Linked DNA regions of Mus musculus: all the other regions are linked to region 4. The links are chromatin contacts, called in public Hi-C and HiChIP or PLAC-seq maps. All regions are on one chromosome and are shown on one strand. Each heading gives the region's core, a stretch centred on a gene start, on an enhancer-like site or on the middle of the called end of the contact. The rest is flanking DNA. Distances are from core to core; before and after follow the strand shown.

Region 1 (5,089 bases), core at 1,016-3,515, 460 kb after region 4:
CCCAACCTACTCTCAAGCTATAAGTTCCCTAACTTTGAATGCCTCCTTTATTTTTCAAAATAGTGTGAGCAAGCCAGAAGTGCAGAAACCAGTTCTGTTCCCGTTCTGCAGACAAGGAGGCTGAGGTCAGAGAAAATGACATGAGGAGCCCCAAATGGCTTGTTTCAGGTTACATCTAGATAATGGATCTTCCACAAGTGCCAAAATTAAGAAACTGTCATTTATAATGAGAAAACATGTCATGATTCTGTTTGTATGGATGTGTTATATATGTATGTAGGCATAATTGTAAAGAAAATATATAATGCAGAAGTTATTTTTCCTTCATTGGTTATAACAGGAAAATGCTTTAGTGAGAAGTTACTTATATAAACTTGGTGTAGTGTCTTAGAGGAATATTATGCAACCATTCAATGAATTGTGGAGAAAACGATCAGTGTTTATTTATAAATCTTACATTCATGCAAACTCTGTGTGTGAATATAGACACACCATGACATATATCACAGACTTCATAGACACATAGATAAAGGATCATCAAATCTCCAACACTGGTGTTAAAAACCAAAGAGACAGTTTACTTCCTATACTTTAAAAATACTTGGATTACTGTTCCATCAGGATATGTAGATGTTAGAAGGTGAGCTATGCTAATACTAGAGGTGAGCACAAACATGGGATAGTTGTATCAGCTCTGGAAAATGACTAAACAACTGGTTTGAGAATGCTGCTAAATTTTCACCTTGTAATCTATTAGAAAGGAATCTCCATTAAGGAAATAGTTTTAAATCATGAAAGACATATGTAAAAATATTTGAGGGGATTATGTATAATAGCAAAAAGAGAAAGGAAATAATTTATATATGAATTTAAATCCCTCAAGTACACTACATTTGAAAGAACAGAAATGGTGTTTAGGAAAGTCTATTTCACAATCATGCTGCAATGCAGAGGTAGTGCTTGCTCCCTGGGGCATATCACAGCAATGGGTGCTCCTTGTGGCATATCACAGCAGTGGGTGCTCCCTGGGGCATATCACAGCAGTGGGTGCTCCCTGGGGCATATCACAGCAGTGGGTGCTCCCTGGGGCATATCACAGCAGTGGGTGCTCCCTGGGGCATATCACAGCAGTGGGTGCTCCCTGGGGCATATCACAGCAGTGGGTGCTCCCTGGGGCATATCACAGCAGTGGGTGCTCCCTGGGGCATATATCAGCAAGAGTGAGAAGGGCATATGACAAGCGGGAAAGGTGAGTCTAATAGCAGTTATGTTCTCATGGGAGAGTTTGTGTTTGCTATTGTTTTCTGCACTCAATTCTTATTATGATCAAATTCAATTCTACAACAGAAATAATGAATTACATTTTAAACTGTTGAAGTGTTCTTCACCAATGTAGTCCAGATGACCTGATAACTAGGAAAAGAAGAGGGAGGAGGAAGAGAAAGGAGAAGGAAGGAAGGAAGGAAGGAAGGAAGGAAGGAAGGAAGGAAGGAAGGAAGGAATCACCTGAAGGAAGTTTGAAAGATAATGCCCTGCTAGGGGTGGGGGTGAGGGTGGGGTAGGGGCGTGGGGTGTTGATCAGGACACTGTAAATCTACTGGGTAATGTTTTGTGTTGCTGAAGGACAGCATTTTGGTAAATGTAAGGTCATGATTAAGCATCAATCTTCCAGACCCTAAAGAATATCACAGGGTACATTTAGGTAAGAAGTTCCTTTAAGCTGGGAAACTTCAAAGAAAGTCATGCTTGCATTTGAATAGGACATTTGTTTGTTTGTTTATTTGTTTTCCCCTACTTGGTACAAAATAAAAATTTGAATTTCCGTATTTGAGACTTTATTGAGATGAAGACATATTTTATAAATTCTATAATTTTGTTAGCCCAGTGTGATATTGTACAAAATACATAACATTTAATTTGAGACCTATCTGTAGGTAGTACAACTACCAAGTGGGCAAGCAGGAGATCAGCACAAAGCCAGATGCGGGGCTTCTCATTTGGAGCATGGAAGGAGATGGCGAGGTTCCCGGGGCACAAGGAGTTCAGAAGAGTTCACTAGAAATCTATTTCGCGAGGTCGGTGTGGACACACACACAGGCATTTACTTCGCAGTTGAGTGTATTAAGAACGACACTGTGTGTCACAGCATCCATAAACACTTCATGATAAAAATGGGCAACATTTGTTGTGTTAAAAGGTTATGATTCTGTTAAAAACCAGAAAATCAATCACGAGAAGAAACTTTGCAACCTGGGACGCCCTCTAGCGCTCATATCGGAGAAACACAGCTAAATGTCAGTTGTCTATGAAAACACAAGCTTCAGCAAGATAAGGTAAAAGGCACTCTCCCAAGTTCTTCAAAGAAATGCCCTGTTTTTACATTTAAAAAAAAATTAAATGCCTCTTATTTTCGTTTCAGCCTCTTTTAAGAATGACTCCAAGGAAAGTTTGATTTCAAAAGCAAGGTTGTCTCACAAAACATTTCAAAGTTTAAGTATATACTTGAATAAAAAGAAACATTACCAAAATCTTATGCTTGGTGAACACTTTAAGGTTGGCTTTCTCCTTTCAATTTTTTAAAAGAATTATTGTTTAAATAGTAATGACTTCCTTGCAGAATTTATGGGAGAATTTTACACTGGCTCCCTCAGACTTGACAAATGGTGGTAGGTGTCATCAGCCTTTGGAGTGCTACATGTAAAAATGACATCTCCACAGTCATGGGTCAAAAAGCAAAGTCAGTTGTGTGTGTGTGTGTGTGTGTGTGTGTGTGTGTGTGTGTGTGTGAAATCGTCTGTCCACCAAGAGTTTTAGCTTGTTGGAGGCAAATTCTTTTCTATTTTATATCTATATTAGGACAGCTCTTAGCTCTTCCAGCCCTAGACAGACATGCTTAATTAAATTCCTCGATAAAACAATTTATATAAATGTACTAAAGCTAAAGTTAATTTTGAAGGATATTTTATAGCCTGACAGAGAGGAAAAAGGAATTAGGTTAAATTAATAATAGAAATAAACAAAATACAGGAGATTTTAAAAAACCAAATATTTAACAACAGAATATAGCAGAAGGTGATCCAATAAGAAATTTCTCTACTTCTGTTTGTGGGCATAACATCTTTTAAAAGATAAAATTAATTAACATTCAGCTAGTTGCAACAATTTATGCCATGACTATATGAAGTCCTTGGTAAGAGCTGTCAATCACAGAAACCAATGTGAGAATTTCTCTAACATTTGACAACTCTGTAGCATGGAAGAAAGATAATACAACCACTGTTTCAGATAACTGAATAAACAACATAACTTTAAAAATGTGCCCCTCAAAATGACCATTTCTTGTCCTTGTGTCTAAACAATGTAGTATGACAGCTACTTAGATGCATGTACAGTGTACTAGCTATCACAAGAAATCTAGGGAGGATGCACACAGTATGTTTTGCCAAATATTAAAGCATTTTATATATGGATTTGAGCATCTTCAAGTTTCAATATCTGCAGGTCTTTGGACCCAAATCCTCTGACCCTAAAGCAAAGCTCTGAGCCTGTATGTATACGCTATATACATTTTCTAATACTTTTATTAGGTATTTTCCTCATTTACATTTCCAATGCTATCCCAAAAGTCCCCCATACCCTCCTCCCCCCCACTCCCCTACCCACCCACTCCCACTTTTTGGCCCTGGTGTTCCCCTGTACTGAGGCATATAAAGTTTGCATGTCCAATGGGCCTCTCTTTCCACTGATGGCCGGCTAGGCCATCTTCTGATACATATGCAGCTAGAGACAAGAGCTCCGGGGTACAACAGCCATAAACAGTTGTGGAGGCTGAACATGATGTCCCCATCATAGTCTAGGGAGTTTTAATATTTGGTCCCCAGTCTGTGGCACTCTTTGGGCAGTTTAGGAGGTATGACTTTTCTGAAGGAAGTACATCATGTAAGCCAGGCTCTGAGGTTTCAAAGCCTTGCACCAGTTCCATTGCTCTTGCCTTTCCTTGTTTGTTTGTTTGTTTGTTTGGTTGGTTGGTGAGCTCTCAGGTTGCTGTTCCAGCTGCTTCCTCCCAGATAAGATCCACTCATAAATAAACCCTTCCTACTGCAAGATGCCTTGGCCATGGTATTTCTATTGCAGCAATAGGAAAGTAACTAATTTATCAATAGGAAAGTGACTAAGGTAACAATAGGAAAGTAACTAAGGTAACAATAGGAAAGTAACTAAGGTAACAATAGGAAAGTAACTAAGGCAACAAAGGGAAGTTTCTAAGGTAACAATAGGAAATAAGGCAACAAAGGAAAGTCTCTAAGGTAACAATAGAAAAGTAACTAAGGTAACAAAGGAAAGTAACTAAGGTTACAATAAGAAGTTACTAAGGTTACAATAGGAAGAAACTAACATAACAAGGAAAACATTTTATAACATCTACTATAGAGGGATGTGCAGTAGTCTAGCTTGTTTTCTGACTCACCATAATGGTGCAAAAGTGGTATGTATTCAGTAGAAAGCGTGCCTTGAGTTTGAATGCAGGTCTTTTCCCTGGCTAACTCTATGAGATCCAGTTCTCTGTTACGTTGCTAGGGTGCAGCATGGAACCATGAGTCAGGTGCAGGATCCCAGACAGGAACAGTTCCAGTCCCATAGCATTGTGTGTTGCCAAGTGAGAATGACTTAGGATGGGTTTATGCAATCTTAGGACAAAGAAGGTCTGTCTGAGTCTATACATTCTATGGCACAGTTTCTCAGACTGTGCATCATGCCATATAACTGAATGTGGGCATCATAAAAATTTGGTAATACTTTTCTGAATGCAGAATCACCCCAAACTGATTCATGATCAACTTGTAATAACCTGAGGTAGTTCAGGCAGTGTGACCTGTGTGTTATCATTTTGTTTGACGGCTGCCTTGGTTCTAAGCACACACCATGAGTCCTTTGCCCTGCTCATACCATCTGGCCATGCAACGCCAATTACTGAAGCATGCAGGCTCAGACTGCAGACTGTGTCTGCTTAAACTGCATGACTTACTATATAGACAGGGGTTTCAGATTTCATGGAAATATTATGATTCAATTATGAAAGACTTTTAGT
Region 2 (5,106 bases), core at 1,320-3,819, 400 kb after region 4:
ACTGAAGCTTTAAAGCCCCATGGGACCGGTATGTCTTGGCTCTAGCCCTCTAAAACCTTCTTCTGGTCTTTTTCTATGAAGAGTGCTCCGGGTTGTAACCTGGAGCAAACTGCCTGCAGTATGAACACATGTTTCCCGAAGAGCCCTGGGTGCCTTAGGTACATAGTTCCAGCATCCAGACTAGGAGGAAACAGTATTTGAGTCTTCTTCCAATTAAAAAAAAACTATGTGATTCAGTGTTTTTTTTTCCATGCATATGTACATATGCATTACATATGTGCCTGGTACCCTTGGAAGCCAGAACAGGATATCAGGTCCCCTGTGTACTCTCTAGTTAATATCAACTTGACTCAAGCTAGAGTCATTTGGTGAAAGGGACTCTCAATTAGAAAGTGTCTTCATAAGATTTGCCTGTAGGCAAGTTTGTGTGCATTTTCTTAATTTTTGATTGATGGTTGAGGGCACAGCCCATTGTGGATGGGGCTACCCCTGAGCTAGTAACCCCAGGTTTTATAAGAAAGCAGGTTGAACAAGCCACGAGGGTCATGCCAGTAATCAGCTCTCCTCCATGGCCTCTGAATCAGGTCCTGCCCCCAGGTTCTTGTCCTGTTTGAGTGCCTATCCTGACTTCCTTTAGCAATAGTGTGACATGAAAATTGTAAGGTGAAATAGATCCTTTTCATCCCCAAGTTGTTTATAGTGTTTTATCACAGCAATAAAATCCCTAATGAAAACACCCTGGAGCTGGAGTTATAGATGAGCCACCACGTTATGTCTGGAATTGAACCTAGGTCCTCTGTAAGAGCAACAAGCAGTGCTCTTAACTGCTAAGCAATCACTCTATCTCTGTTTTGATGTCTGTTCATGAATGTTATATTATGTTATGATTGTGTAAGATACTGATTGATCAATCTTGTCCAGCACATTTACTAACTAAATTGTGGCGAGTGATTAATGAGTTTTTGATCAAATAAAGTTTTTGGAATAAAGTGCTATATTCATGTCCTCTCATCAGAAAAAGTTATTGTTTCTCAGGCCTCAGAGAGTGTGCCCCAAGGTCTGAAATTCAAGTCATGGAGTTCGGGGTGGTGAGACTGTGGGAATGCCCAGGAGCTTATAGAACTGGTAAGGATCAAATTCCTGCCAAAGTGGCCGCCTTGCTATGGCACTCACAGATTCTCTCTCTGAGAAACAAGATGGGAAAACTGCTGAACCAGAGGGAAAGAAAAGGGGTTTGGTGATTCTGACTACCCAGCAAAGAGAAGTCGCTCATACAAAAAAAGGAGGGAGGGGACAGAGGAGAGAAAAGAGCAGAAAGACCTGTCAGTGCAGACAAGGAGACTTGGCCAATGCTGCTCTTTCATCTTGCATCTCGGCATTGCTGAAAGATGACTCTTCTGTAGAGACCAAAGAAGCAGCATCAGACAGAGCCCCAAGTATCAGTCCCTGCGAGGAGTCCCTGTGCTACCCAAATATCAGTCCCTGTAAGGTGTCCCTGTGCTACCTGGGACGGATGCTCATGAGTTCCTAAACAGAAAAGGGACACACACACACACACACACACACACACACACACACACACACACAATTTCTGCAAGCCACCACATGGGCTCAGTTCCAGGAGATAATTTTCAGTGGCATGACCCACTTTTTTGGCTCCTTTATATACCAAGCTGAGCTTGAGGGGCCTGGAGAACACAGCTGCAACTCTTCCTGCAGCACAAACCCCAGGAAGGACGGGTGACGAGAGCTGCCTTCTGGGGAGAGCTTGGGGTCCCTGGAAAATGATCTGGGATCTCCTCTGCTGCTCAACACAGAGCTGGTACACACCAAGCCTCACTAGACTTAGGGATGAGGGCTAGGTCTTCAAGAGTTTTAACAAAAATGAGAGATGAACACTTTCTCACCTAAAACAACCCAGTCAGTGACCAGGGGTACCAGGAGCCAACGTGTATTCAGTGCTTACAAGCCCAGCAATGTCAACAGTAAGTTGTTTCATTTACTCAACCTGGCACTGCCCCCTGCTTTACAAATCAGGAAACAGACTATACATGCCCCTGGGCTTAGAGACTGGGCCCCAACTCCCTAGCTTAAGTGGTGTTTCTGTGCTTGATACTGGCATAGTCGAAGGAGCCGAGCAAGGGCATGGGGAATGCTGGGAGAGGAAAGCACAGTAAGGACAGACTGACTCAGGCCTGTCAGTCCCCCATGTGCCTGCAGTCTTCCAACCCTACCCTTCCAACCTGGGCCAGTGCCAAAGCCTGCTTGTATTTTGCTGCTGAGTGGGGACGAGACAGCTGGGAGGGTACTACTGCTCAGCTACGGAGAATATCAACTAAGTTCCTATAGCCTTTGATTTGTAGGTGGCAAGGAGCAAGTCAGATGAGCCAAGTGCATCTGGAAAAGCCTATAACAGTAGGGAGGCCTTGCTCCCAGCTAAAAAGGAGAAAACTAGATCCCACTGCATGAAGCAGTGACTGTTGGGAGGAAGTGGAGGCAGCTGGTAGCAACCAGGCACTCTCCAGCTCTGGGCAGTTCCTCTCATGTTGAAGCCAAGGTACGGATGTGGTTTCCAACTCTCTGGAGGCCCCAGAAAGATATGTATCCTGGCCTCATGCAAGCTTGATTTAGAGATAAGCGCTGGCCTGGAACCAAGAGGAGCTGGGTTGCCTAGCACAGATCCCCAGCTTTCCCCATGCGTTGATCTCTCTTCTTGCCTTCCCTGCCCCTCACTGCCACATTGCTGCTAGGTCCAGGAAGTACTGAGCATGCTCTTCTGGTGACCTTTGAGTTTGGGGCCCCCATCTTTAATGTTCCTCAAACAAGACAGAGGTAGCACTTCCTTCCTCCTTGGAAGAGGCCTTTTGGCATGTAAGCACCTGGCCTTCACATTCCTCTGAAATTTGCCTGAACTTAGAGTTGTTCCACTCACTTGGGGCTAGAAAGGGCACTGGACCCACACAGATCCACCCCAGAAAGGCTTTTCTGACATAAAGGATCCCATGGTCTTTTCTCAATCCTTCATAGACGAGATTTAGATCTCTATCTTTATCATTTAAAAGCATTTGCCACACAGTGGGTGCTCAGTGATTCTTAATATAGAATGGGTGGAGAGGATGCGAGAGACAGAGGGAGGAAAGAAGAGAGGGAGGGATTTTCATCTAACTCTTGTATTTACTTGTTAACCGTGTAAGCTTAGGGGTGTGTGCAGATATGTGAAGAAGGAGAGGGATCGCACTGTGCATCTAGAAATCAGATTGGTCATTCTGAGATGCTACTTAAGGCCATGTGCCGAAACTTCCTGACAAATAATAATGTTAGTTTTGTTTTCCTTCTTCAGGTATTGTAATAGCATGATGGTGCAGCTTCATCTTCAGCCTGACGGGATTTAGAAGACTCAGAGGGTTTGCTTGTAGATGTGTCTGTGAGCATTTTTCTACGAAGGGGGAGATTCAGAATAAAATAGAAAAAGGAGAAGGTCCCCCTCTCACCAGTGTCTCCTCTCACCAATGTCCCCTCTCACCAGTGTCCCCAATTACCAGAGTGCCCTCTCACTAGTGTGCCCCCTTCACCAATGTTCCCTCTCACCAATGTCCCCTCTCACCAGTGTCCCCTCTCACCAGTGTCTCCTCTCACCAGTGTCCCCCCTCACCAGTGTCTCCCCTCACCAGTGTCCCCTCTCACCAGTGTCCCCACTCACCAGAGTCCCCTCTCACTAGTGTGCCCCCTTCATCAGTGTCCCCTCTCACCAGTGTCCCCAATTACCAGAGTGCCCTCTCACTAGTGTGCCCCCTTCACCAATGTTCTCTCTCACCAATGTCCCCTCTCACCAGTGTCCCCTCTCACCAGTGTCCCCTCTCACCAGTGTCTCCCTAACTAGCTTCCTCTCTCACCAGTGTCCCCCTTCACCAGTGTCTCCTCTCACCAGTGACTCCACTCACCAGTGTCCCCCTTCACCAGTGTTCCCTCTCACCAGTGTCCCCCTTCAGCAGTGTCTCCTCTTACCAGTGTCTCCACTCACCAGTGTCCCCCTTCAGCAGTGTCTCCTCTCACCAGTGTCTCCTCTCACCAGTGTCCCCCCTCACCAGTGTCTCCCCTCACCAGTGTCCCCTCTCACCAGTGTCCCCACTCACCAGAGTCCCCTCTCACTAGTGTGCCCCCTTCATCAGTGTCCCCTCTCACCAGTGTCCCCAATTACCAGAGTGCCCTCTCACTAGTGTGCCCCCTTCACCAATGTTCTCTCTCACCAATGTCCCCTCTCACCAGTGTCCCCTCTCACCAGTGTCCCCTCTCACCAGTGTCTCCCTAACTAGCTTCCTCTCTCACCAGTGTCCCCTTCACCAGTGTCTCCTCTCACCAGTGACTCCACTCACCAGTGTCCCCCTTCACCAGTGTTCCCTCTCACCAGTGTCCCCCTTCAGCAGTGTCTCCTCTTACCAGTGTCTCCACTCACCAGTGTCCCCCTTCACCAGTGTCCCCTCTCACCAGTGTGTCTCCTCTCATCAGTGCCCCTCTTTTTGTCATTGTGTAAGCTGTTTATTTCTGTCCTGCCTTTATCTATGAATCTGAACCCTTTGAAAACATGAGTCCCAAATAAACCTTTTCTCTTTTAAGGTTTTTCTGTCATGCATTTACTTACAGCGATGACAAAACAACACATACCATGCTGGATGGTATTACTTTCTTCTATACATACTAATGGAAGCTACAATTTTATCATTAAAATACTCAAGCATTTCAATGTTCAAAGGTATTAAAGGTGCATACTATCAAACTAGGTAAATTTTTGTAAAGGTATTTTGTGATTAAACACTACTATAATCACACTATACATGACAATGTATTGTTTTTAAGTGTACCACCTCAGTGTTCACCACAACCTTTCAATATGGACATTTTTTTCCTGATTCTACAAAGAGGATATCACTACAAGATAGACATTTATTATACTGTATAAAAATGGTAAGAATACAAAAGTCGAGGGTGCAAATGACCCTGCAGGGAAAAAGGAAATAAAGTGTACAAAATCTAAACTCAGAAGAGGAAGGGTCAGTACAAAAGTAAACCCTCCCAGGCATACCAAACCAAGCCCAGGACACTGAGGGG
Region 3 (5,076 bases), core at 2,363-4,862, 430 kb after region 4:
AGTATAGGGAAGATGAGGATTAGTTTTCTAGTCTTGCTAGTTGGAACTTGGCTGTATGACACCTCTTTGCTTGCTGCTTTTCAACTTTACACATGGCCAGTGCTTACAATACTAACTTATTTTTTTAAATTTAATTTAATTTTATTTTCTTACTTATTCACTTTACATCCCACTCACTGTCCACCTCCCAATCCACTGTCCACCTCCCACAATCCTTCCCCCATCTTCCCTCCTCTTCTGTGAGCAGATAGGGACCTCCTGGGTATCCCCCCGGCACTCTGGAACTTCAAGTCTCTGTGAGGCTAGGTGCTTCCTCTCCCAATGAGGCCAGATAAGGCAGCCCTGCAAGAAGAATATACCCCATGCATAGGCAACAGCTTTTGGGATAGCCTCTACTCTGGTTTTTTGGGACCCACATGAAGACCAAGCTGCACATCTGCTACATATGTAAGGGGTGGCCTAGGTCCAGCCCATGTATGTTCTTTGGTTAGTGATTCAGATTCTGAGAGCACCAAGGGTCCAGGTTAGTTGACTGTTGGTTTTCCTCTGGTGCTTCTAACCCCTTCAGGACCCACAATCTTTCCTCCTATTCTTTCATGAGAGTCCCAAGTTCCATCCACTGTTTGGCTGTGTGTGTCTGTATCTGTCTGAATCAGCTGCTGAATGGGGCCTCTCAGAAGACAACTTGCTCCTGTCTGCACGTATTATAAAGTATCATTAATGGTGTTAGGAATTAGTGCTTGCCTATGGGATAGGTCAAGTTGGGTGGGATATTGGTTGGTCATTCCCTCAGTCTTTGCTTCCTCCCCCATGCCTTCATTTCTTGTAGACAAGATAAATTTTGGGTTGAAAGTTTTGTGGGTGTCTTGGTGTCTCTATTGCTCTACTGGGGTTATAAAACCAACTTCTGATAGAATGTGAGTTCAGATCTGCAGAAAGCCAGATAATGGAGGGATATGCACCAGGTCTGACTTCATGTGGAGGGTGTGGTGGATCCAAGCACAGTTCCTCCAAGGGTGCAGTCTAGTTTTTCCTTCTAGGAAAGACCACATTGAGTTTTGTATTTTTAAAGTAAAACACTTTATTTTGGTGTTTGGGAAAAAATCAATTTCAAGAATTAACCCCAACTGACTTAAAGGAGTTCACACAGATCAGTAGTTGTCTCTGAAGTGTCCTCTGGGGGATACAGAGGGAGTGCCATCTTTCTGTGGCCTGCTTGCCCTGAGTGATTTGTACACAGCTACCATCAGGGTTTGAAGACTGCTAGGCTGAGGGAATGAATGATAGGCCACAAAGCTGTGAGCCCAGTAGAGTAGATGTACATTCAAAAAACAATGAAGTTGAGACTTCAACTCTCAAATTTACTCATTCTTTTATTTTTGTTTCCAAATAGCCACACTCTACTCTGTGTCTGGCACTGGACCTGGAGTGACAGACAGGACAGATGGGAAGGGCTACATCAAGGACCTAGACTCTGGGGAGTAGTTATTTATAAATTAACCTAATCAAAGAAGTGTCCTATAAGGTGTAGGAATGGCCCTGGTAATCAATCTCTTATGTACTAAAGTCCTAAAAACATTTTATTAGCAATTGTAAACTGAAGGAATTTTCCATTCACTAAATCTCAGAACACATGGATTGCAAATAAATATTCAAACAGGCTATATTAGGCTTCAGGAGGATCTGTGTAGGGAGGGGAGGAGGAAAGCGAGGCATTAATAGATAGATGCTCTTCTTGCCTACTGTTTTCTCCACTCTCCCTGGTAAGTCTCAGGGATAATGTATACACTATTTTGTGTTATTTTTTCTGAGGACAAATGTGATTCTTTGGTGTCGAATGGCTGCCATGTGAGATGTCTAATCTGTGTCATCTAAGTAGATCTCAACCAGGTTGGAATTGTGTCTGAGTTGCTATGTTCCTCCCTAAACCCTAGGAAGGAGAACTAGCTGTGGATGCAGGTCAGAATTCACAGGCTGACTCTGACTCTGAAGGCTGGGTCTATTTAGCATAAACAACTTTCCTTTTCTTGTTAGGGAACCAGATGAGAGAAGATTCAGTGCAGGACTAATGCGTCAGTGGAATGGTTAACTTGAAGTGTTTGAAAGATATATCTTTCTTTGGGAGCAGATGTGAAGACCCCACACTGGCAAGAGTTTGCCTATGGGAAAGAGGAAGCTCTGGCTTGTGCTTTTGTGGTCAGGGTTGGGGGATGCAGTCAGTGTGGTGAACTGGGAAAAGAATAACCAGGGTATGAGGGGCCCTTTCCTATTGTGTTTGCAATTCAGACTGGAAGATGGTTGTGTTCCTGGGTCCCTAGAGATGTGTCTCTACATAGGGAGCAGTGAGCAGCTACGACAGGCACTAATTTTTATCTGGCATCCCTAATGCCTCTAGCATCTTCAGTGCACAGTTGCATGGGGTGGTTATTGGCAAATGTTTGTGAATAAGTGACTGACTAATTTGAAATGATTGAATAGATGATAGATCTTGATTGTAACTAAATGAAGCAGCAGCTCAAGAGGAATTCCGTTAGATTGGCTTGAAGGAGGGTAAGGTTCTCATTTCAGCACAGATTAGTATTTGAGAGGGGACCAGATAGTGGGAGCACATCTGAGAGGAGTTAGGGGAGGACTCAGAGTGAATGATTAAATGCATTGTACAAATGTATGAAGTTCACAAAGAATGAATAAAAATGCCTTTAAAAAAACAAACAAGAACCATTCATCTAAGTCTCATTTTCTGCATTGTAAAGTCTGGAGAGGAGTATCTACCTCACAAGATGCTTTGAAAGATGGATCAGTAGGTTTATGGGTTTGCAGAATTTGTCCTGAGCCTGTATCATGGGAATTCTTCAAACCAGGAGCACCCACTACATGTTAACATGCAGATTCACTTCCTTTTGTTTTAAAGTCACATATTCAAGTATATTCCTGAGTCAAATTATATTTGAGTTTTCAGATGCTTGGACAGGGCAGTATGTATGCACCATGCTTGCATGTACCAACTTCCATCTGGCAGACATCAGGGACAGGACCTGGCAATGAAGAGAGCCCACTACATGTATTCAGAAGGCAACACTGAGCAGGACCACCACAGCCCCCAGGTTCCGCACCCGGGGTTGGGGGAATTCTAAACGAGGACCCTGGGGCAATCCCCACTCTTCCTCAAACGGTCACAGGGTTTGCAGCAGATGCAGAAGGCTCTGGCTTCTCCCGAGAGGAAATGTGACCGTGGAGAGGCACTGGATAAAGGGAACTTCTGGGCAGACTTTGTCCAGAAATTTCCTGTTGAGTGTTTCACTTCACATTTAGGAAAGGATTGAGGAACTTTTGGGAATCAGTTCACAAAGGCAGAGGACTCAAAGAAACGCAAAGGTCCCGGGAGCTTCTGGTCACACAGCTGCACTGACGAAGGGCCTTCCTGGCTTCCTTGAGCTTATTTTATATCTTGTCTTTGTTCTTCAATCTTATGTGGCCCTGTGTACATTGAGAGGTGTGTGTGTGTGTGTGTGTGTGTGTGTGTGTGTTTTCTTTCCCTCCAGACTATAAAAAATGAACAAGCCCCGGAAGTGGTATCTCTTCCTGCTCACCCATCCTTTTTGCCTTTGTGAAAGTGCACCAGCATAACCACCTCCTACCGTAACGCTTCCCGTTTCTTCTACTCCTTCATACTGAGAACCTCGCCCCACACCGGACCCAGTGAGATTTAAAAATTAAAACCGGCCAAACCAGAGAATATAACACTTATGTTAAAGTACGCTTTAAAGCTGTGTGCCGAAAGGAGTCTGTATCTTCAGAAGGACGATTTTAGCTTTGCTCTGAATGTTTTAAAAGCAGTTTTTGGAAGATGGGAGAGGGTGAAAAAAGAATGCAGGTCTTTCTTTTCATTTCATGGATCCTTAACCCATATTTAATGCAGAGCCTGGATTTTAGACATAGCAAGTGTGCTTGTAATTATTTCAAACAGTTAAAAAAGCTAGTTAATGATGTTCAACATAAGTAATCATGTTAAATAGTAAAATTTAATTTCTTAAAAACTTAAATCCTCATATCTTCTGGAATGCATTGTACTGGAGGATGTCTGAGTAAATTAAATTCTCTCCTGCACACTAAAGCATCAATTTCCTTATGGTAATTATCTGCTAGATTGGATCTGTCAGAGGCCGGGAAGCAAGGCTGACATTATACCCTCTTTACAAAAAATGATTACAAAAAATTAAGACGAATGAGTAAAATTAAGGCTGTGGCTGGTAAGCCTCTATAAAGCTCTCATGGATCCTTCTACATAAGATACCATTGTACCCTGGACTAAGCTTTTAATGACTAGCGTATAATCAGGTGAAGTCCATTAAAGTGCAGCAGAAGTCACGATAGCAGAGATAACAGCGAGAAATGATTTTCCGCCAAGTAGAAGCAATTTATTATACACAAAAATGAATTTCTAACGGAAGTGTCTGGATGGATGAGGAACTCTGCTAAGGTGACAGGATTTCTTTCCTGGAAAGTTTCAAAGAGTGGTGGAGCACAAGACACACCATTGGCATTCTGGGAATGGAGGTGAGTGGAATCCCCGGCCCTGACAAAGCTTGCTGCAGTGTGACCAGTGCCTCCAGAGCCTCCAGAGTCCCACGGCCTCCAGAATGCAGTCCTCTGATCTAGGTTCCTCAGGGGTGAATCAGTAAAGCGATCTCTTTCGATTTTGTCCTGGACATCGGCTGATGGTAGTGTGGATAACTGAACTGTTTGTTGTGATTGTTGATCCAGCCATGTATAAAGCACTTAGGTAATATAATTGCATAGCTATCAGGGATGGTGCATTAGTTTAATTAACTGTGAAAGAGTAAACACAAGCCCCATAGAATCACAGGGAAAGCAGGGCATTAATTAGTCATGAAAAATGCATAATAGCATTCAAGATCTAGAGTGCATCACCCAGGTATCTTCTGAGTTTCATCTTTACTGCCCCAGAAGTCCTTACTCAGCTCCGGCTAAGCCTTTCCTCTCGGTTTGTTTGTTTCCAAGGCCCCTTTCTCCTTGTGTAGTAACCAAGACCACTGAGTCAAGTACCACTCTGCA
Region 4 (5,542 bases), core at 1,347-3,846:
CTGTCTGAGGAGGCTGGTGTCACTGACCCTAGCCTCTCAGACCAGTGGTGACATTAATTCAGCACATAGGAAAATGTAGGCACAGTGCAGCTGCTTCCTATATTTGATACAAGACCTAACGCCACAGCTGCCACTGTGGGTGCTTATTTTACCCTCTTCTCTTGTGGAATAGAACAGACCACCAGAGACTTGCTCAAACAGCAGCCAAGACCCAAGAAGGGCAAGGCCACTTTGCAGAGTCAGTAACTAAAATGTCAAAAGAATAGAATCTGTATCTGAGATCACTCACATGTAAGACCTTTGTTGAAGCAAGGTGCCACAGCAAATCCCAAGTAGCAGAACACCCCTGAGGAAACTGAACATTCGTATACCATCTCATTAGGAGTACCCTTGTGAGTTTTCCAAAAGCAGCCAGGCAAAACCACTAGCTTGGGCTGGGGGTATAGTTCTGTGGTGCAGCATTTGTCTAGCAAGTACAAGGCTGTAGGTTAGGAAACATGTTTATTCCATAGTTTGGGAAATTTTGCATTTTCCCCCACGTTCTTGGGAATTCACATTTCCTACTTGATCTTAGAAGACCTGAAAAAGTGAACAAAGAAAACTCAAATTAATCTAGAAATTTTTGAAGGAATTAAAAAAACTTTACATATTTTAAGTATTTATTAGATATTACATATTATAAAAATACATAAAAACAGTTCCCACTGAGCCTACTTTGAATATGGTGCTAAATTGCCCAAGATAAAAGTGAAGGCTGCCCCTGACTGTCACAGTTGATTGGTGGTGTTACTAAGTGCTCAGAGCCCCGAGCATTACAGCCTCTGGAGCCAGAGCATAATCCTCTTGCTTGGACGACGTGACAGTACCTTCATGTCTCTGTTCAACTCTGAACAAATGATGCAATCACAGCAGGGAGTCGTGACCTAGAGCCGACCATGTGCTTGGCTAAAAATGAGACAGGAAACCATCCCAGGAATCTCATGTGAAATCCCAGCCTAGTGTTTCTCTACACTATAAATATCTTATATAAATTCTATAAATTTGAGACGCCTAGCTGATTACTATAGCCTCAGATCTCTCTTATCTTGAAAAAGTACTGCAAACATGAACCTTTAAATTTTATCTTGTAGAAAGAACCACCAGCCTTTAGCTACAAGGAATGAGTCTGTGCCTTCCCTGCACATGGACCAAGGTGATAAGATCCTTCTGCAGAGTCAGTGACCAGCAAGGGGAAGGGCTTATTTTTTGAATATTGATGATTCAAAAAAAAAAAAAAAGCCTCTGACTTTGCTAGAAACCAGAAATCATTTTCCTAGGAAAATTGATTTGCGAATTCTTACTTGATGGTTCAGCTTTAAATTTCATTAGAAAATGGGAAGGTCGCCAGCTAGTGAACTTTTTACCTGATTAGCTTCTGTCCTAGTTAGCTTCAGCTGTCAGATTGACACAGCCCAGAGTCATCTGAACAAGGCTCAGTTCAGAGATTGCCCAGATCAGATTGGCCTGTGGCCATGTCTGTGTGAGACTGTCCTGACTGATGTAGAAGGCCCAGCCCACGCCTAGGCAACCCCATGCAGAGGTAAGCGAGTCTTAGCTATATAAGGGAAGCTGGCTGTGTGAATTTTCCTGTTGTTCCCATACTGAACCCTTGCCTGACTTTCCACAGTGATAGGCTGGGACCTAGACATTATAAGTCAAGTAGCCCTTTCCCACCAAGTTGCTTTTGGTCAGTGTTCTATCTCAGCATCAGAAAACAGGCTAGCATCCCTTTTGCGATGGCTTGGCTTGCCAACTCAAGCAGCACTCTTCCCTGTGTTTGCATCCACAGTTCACCTTGTAGGGAAAGCAGCTTGTTACACCCACAACACGAAAATGTCTGCTCTTCATAGCTGCAGCCTGTACATTACTCACACAAAAGTGAAATCTGAAATGCTTCAGACTCCAACATGAGGCCACAAGTAGAAGACTCCACCTTTGCTACTTCATTAAACTATTAACGTATTAAAATTATTGTTTTATTATACAAAAGAACCGTCACCCTAAGGATTAGTCCACTCTTGAAACATAAACTTTAGGTTTAGACTTGGTTTCCTCCCCAGTTAACCTCATTGGGTAAATGCAGATAGTCCCCAGACTGAAGAAACTTAAAATCACAAACATTTAAGGTAGGCCACACTTGATCTATGAGCAACTGAGAGGGTGGATTTTCCCCCCACACTCCATACCTCTGATGGTCCTACTGGTTTAGAACAGAGGTGTCTCATGAAATTATAAAGTTGAAAGCTTTTTGTCTTAGCTGAGGGTATTCCATACAACTGGAAAATGTTCACCGACACTACCAAGCCTTAAATCTTAGCCTCTTCACTCTCGTAGCAGGCATTAGTCTGAGTATAAAACTGCCTTCCTTGCCGGCTGAGCTGCCTTGTTCACGTCTGTGCCTGTGCTTTTTGCCCAGCATGGCACCTCCCTCCTCCCTCTTTCATGTCTGGGTACTTGTCTCCCAGACATTCACCTCACTCTCTTAGCTAGGCTGAGTGAGTCAGGACAAACATAAAAACGATAAAGACTCCCTGGAGGGAAGCGAGTGAGGGTATTTTGAGTGTCTTCAGCAGGGAAATGGGGTAAACACCCTCCTCTCCTGTGACCACGAGTGCCAAGTTGCTACATTTCTAGGAAAGAGAGTACAGATGTTGACCTCATCTGGAAAGGTTAATAATTACATGCCTTCAGATTCTCTAGAGAACTACATGCAAATGACTACTTGTTTATCTTTCACCTTACCTCAAAGTAGTTTCCTTCTTGTAATTGTATCCGCAGACATTCCGTGCTAAATCAAAGCAGTAGGTTCCTAACGGTTTTATAGTATTCTGGCATCTTGGATTCATTTATATGTGCAGTTCATTCCTGGGCTTTTATCCCTGAAAGTGTTTCTGTTCACACCGTCCCCACTTTCCCCACCAAGCCCTGGAAGGGAACCAGATCAGCGGCAGCAATATCATAAATATTTGAAAGGGGAAGCGACAGTTTTTCCTTTTTCATTTAACTCTGGAATATAAATATGAATTCTGAGCATTGAGTCACAACAAAACAGTGTTTTAACAAGCTTGCCACCACTGCAGCAAAATAGATCTGAGGCACCAACCCGTAAGGATAAAAAGGTTCTTTTGACTCAGAGTTATAAAGGGCCCTCCTTGGAGTGGGGGTGCTGCTGTCAAGTGAGGCACAGAGAGGAAGAGCTCAATGCCACAATGTCTCCTTGACAGGCAGGCCCACAGGGGCTGCCCACAGGGGCCCACAGGGGCTGAAGAACCACCCAAAGCTCCCACTCTTCCAAACTTCACCAGGCTAGGGACCAAGTCCCGGACACATGGACCTTTGCAGACACTCAGCTCAAACTGTAATAGTAAGACAGTAGGCACTTTCTCTCTGTTTTTGGTTTCTAAACATGCTCCCCAGTAAAAGGAATAAAGTTTTTTAAATAGTAAAGGCAAGGTATAACGAGGATGGAGGAGGCCGCTGGAAGAGCAGAAAAAGGAAGGAAGATGGAGATCAGGAAGCCTTGAGTGTGTGGTCCCAATAGACATCTCCAGGAGTGGGGCACAGCAGACCTGGTGACCCAAAGGGATCTCAGCATCTCTTCAGTGGTATTGCCTGCCCTGAACCAGGTCCTGGATATGTTCTACTGAACAGCCAGAGCTCTTCAGGACTTTTTAGACCATAGAAAAGTCCCAGGAAATAAAGACCTACAGAGTAAGAGACCTAATGGGGTACAGCTCTGTCCAAGCGGGGCCCATGAATTAGACAGTCATGTGGGCCACTGAGAATTCCCTGCTGTTGATCATTGAACTAGAGTTATATAAGAATGTTTCCAGTTTAAAAAAAATCACATAGTCTAGCAGACCCCAGTAGACAGAGAAGAGAATGGAAAGATGAGCAAGTAAATGAGGCCAGAGGCTGCTATTAGGGAACCCTGATGAAGCACATACAGAAATCTATACTACTTAAACATCTGTGCAAGTGTCAAAGTATTACAAAATAAGATGTTCAACCAAAAATAAAAAATAAAAATAACAAAAAGCCCTCTGTATAAAACCAAAACTATGCCCTGTCTACACACAAGGTGACAGACATCACCAGAGCAGGCCACCAAAATTCTTTGCATCTACAAGAAGGTTATCTTTGAATTTTTGATGTTTATATTAATTTCCTTCCAGATTCAAGGCCAAGTCATTTTGCTTGCCTGGAGCATTATGAAAACCTCTAGCTCAGCAATAAGTCCCCACCCAGGACCCATCAACCCTTTGCAGAGTGACTTTCCATTCTAGCCTGAATGCATACACACATACATCTTCTCACTGTCTTTAACCCCCTTCACCTTCTAACATCTGACACCCCTGGTTTTTGCCTCTGTTGTCTGCCTCTCCTCCACTTAAATGAAGCTTCATCTACCAAAGACATTTATTAGAGGGGGCAAATCCATAGAATCTTCATGCCTGGCACTGAATAGGTTCTTAGGGAGTATCAGCTGAGGGAATCCGTTTTAGAATGCACTTCTCACTTCATCCCCTGCAAATGGACCTGAAATAACTTGCAAATTTTCACACAGTCCAACTCAAATCTTTTAAAAAGTTTTAAATTACATTTTAGATTTGTTTTATGATAAGTCTAGTAAACTTCAAATAAAAAAATGCCTCTTTTTTGGAAAAGAAATGTTATAAATCATACTTGTAGTTCTGTATTGCTGAGTTCTTTGATGGGATTTCTAGGTTATAAAAGTGTTATGCCACAACTTCAGGCAGTGTTTCAGTCTAGCAGTTGGAAGTTGCTACATGATTTTTTTAATTCACTCTCATTTGCTGAGATTATTAGTAAAGGCAGCTGTACTAGAGTTATACTATGCATTACAAAGAGCTGTCTTCCATTCATGGACATATGTACCCCATGCTCCACCCTGTCACCTCCGCAGTCATGTCTGTACTGCTGACACTGGCCAGGCCCAGTGAAGGAACCCATAAGAGCCCAGCACGATAAGGCTTTGTACATGACACTTAGGAATGATCTGTGGGTCTTTTAAGAGCCACCTACTCACTGGGGAATGGGCCTCAGATAAAATAAATCCACTAGAGTCTAGCTCTTTTCATATAGATAACTTCCATTTGTATTCAGTCAGGAGACCTCTTCCCACTCCTGTCCAAAAACAAAAAAAAACAAAACAACAAAACCAAAAAAAAAAAAAAAAAAAAAAAAAAACCCACAGCCTCAAATCAAGAGATCTGAGGCAGTGTCATTTGCTTTTGTATCTGTCCTGGAAACCTCTTTGACTCTGAGAATACCAACCATTTGAAAGAAGAAAGTAAAAAGTGTACCATTAGTTTTGTGTCCATGTCCATCTTGAGATTGGACCTCCTAAGGCTCTGCTCAACAGACCCCTATTCCCTTGGTTTAAAGGAATTAGCACACACAGTTATTTCCTGGTTTGAGTTTCTTCCTTGCTCCCCAGCAGATTCATCTGCCGAGCAGGCCAGAAAATGGTGTCAGTGGT

What was found. A called contact is a pair of places that touch in the nucleus more often than the background predicts. HiChIP or PLAC-seq counts read pairs in DNA pulled down with a chosen protein or histone mark.
Region 1: a Hi-C map of the G1E-ER4 cell line shows a contact between it and region 4, with 3 times the contacts expected there. The contact joins two enhancer-like sites. A contact is called at or near these places in 3 of 15 datasets of contacts at CTCF or cohesin (embryonic stem cells, large pre-B cells and stem cell-derived epiblast-like cells), 49 of 484 Hi-C or Micro-C datasets (B cells, CD8 T cells, the CH12 cell line and 23 more), 1 of 115 datasets of contacts at active chromatin or transcription factors (the 230-238 cell line) and 2 of 9 other capture datasets (embryonic stem cells and pancreatic islet).
Region 2: a Hi-C map of pro-B cells shows a contact between it and region 4, with 3 times the contacts expected there. The contact joins two enhancer-like sites. A contact is called at or near these places in 15 of 39 promoter capture datasets (the 3T3-L1 cell line, 3T3-L1-derived adipocytes, the C10 cell line and 8 more), 4 of 15 datasets of contacts at CTCF or cohesin (embryonic stem cells, large pre-B cells and liver), 81 of 484 Hi-C or Micro-C datasets (3T3-L1-derived adipocytes, the AtT-20 cell line, B cells and 44 more) and 11 of 115 datasets of contacts at active chromatin or transcription factors (the 230-238 cell line, acute myeloid leukemia, astrocytes and 5 more).
Region 3: a contact with region 4 is called in an H3K4me3 HiChIP or PLAC-seq map of the 230-238 cell line, with 12 read pairs. The contact joins two enhancer-like sites. A contact is called at or near these places in 4 of 115 datasets of contacts at active chromatin or transcription factors (the 230-238 cell line, acute myeloid leukemia and large pre-B cells) and 1 of 9 other capture datasets (embryonic stem cells).

The regions. Positions count from the first base shown.
Region 1 is chr11:11,497,292-11,502,380 of GRCm38.p6, reverse strand. All of the region lies in intron 7 of Spata48 (spermatogenesis associated 48), which reads right to left. Among named protein-coding and RNA genes, the nearest start is that of Spata48, 36 kb to the right of the region's middle. Within about 2 kb of position 2,265, at least 13 of the 459 cell types and tissues checked have an H3K27ac peak or open chromatin away from gene starts, as enhancers often do. A contact at or near this core is called in CD8 T cells, the CH12 cell line, the G1E-ER4 cell line and 2 more, where this site is marked.
Region 2 is chr11:11,561,899-11,567,004 of GRCm38.p6, reverse strand. All of the region lies in intron 1 of Gm11998 (predicted gene 11998), which reads right to left. Among named protein-coding and RNA genes, the nearest start is that of Gm29945, 6.5 kb to the right of the region's middle. Within about 2 kb of position 2,569, at least 131 of the 459 cell types and tissues checked have an H3K27ac peak or open chromatin away from gene starts, as enhancers often do. A contact at or near this core is called in the 230-238 cell line, the CH12 cell line, the G1E-ER4 cell line and 3 more, where this site is marked.
Region 3 is chr11:11,527,452-11,532,527 of GRCm38.p6, reverse strand. No RefSeq gene overlaps it. Among named protein-coding and RNA genes, the nearest start is that of Gm11998, 27 kb to the left of the region's middle. Within about 2 kb of position 3,612, at least 75 of the 459 cell types and tissues checked have an H3K27ac peak or open chromatin away from gene starts, as enhancers often do. A contact at or near this core is called in the 230-238 cell line, where this site is marked.
Region 4 is chr11:11,958,120-11,963,661 of GRCm38.p6, reverse strand. All of the region lies in intron 4 of Grb10 (growth factor receptor bound protein 10), which reads left to right. LOC102631979 (a long non-coding RNA gene) reads left to right here. Exons shown (of 2, transcript XR_381046.3): 2 at 1-5,256. Among named protein-coding and RNA genes, the nearest start is that of Ddc, 63 kb to the right of the region's middle. RefSeq lists an enhancer at 1,041-1,806. Within about 2 kb of position 2,596, at least 77 of the 459 cell types and tissues checked have an H3K27ac peak or open chromatin away from gene starts, as enhancers often do. A contact at or near this core is called in the 230-238 cell line, CD8 T cells, the CH12 cell line and 4 more, where this site is marked.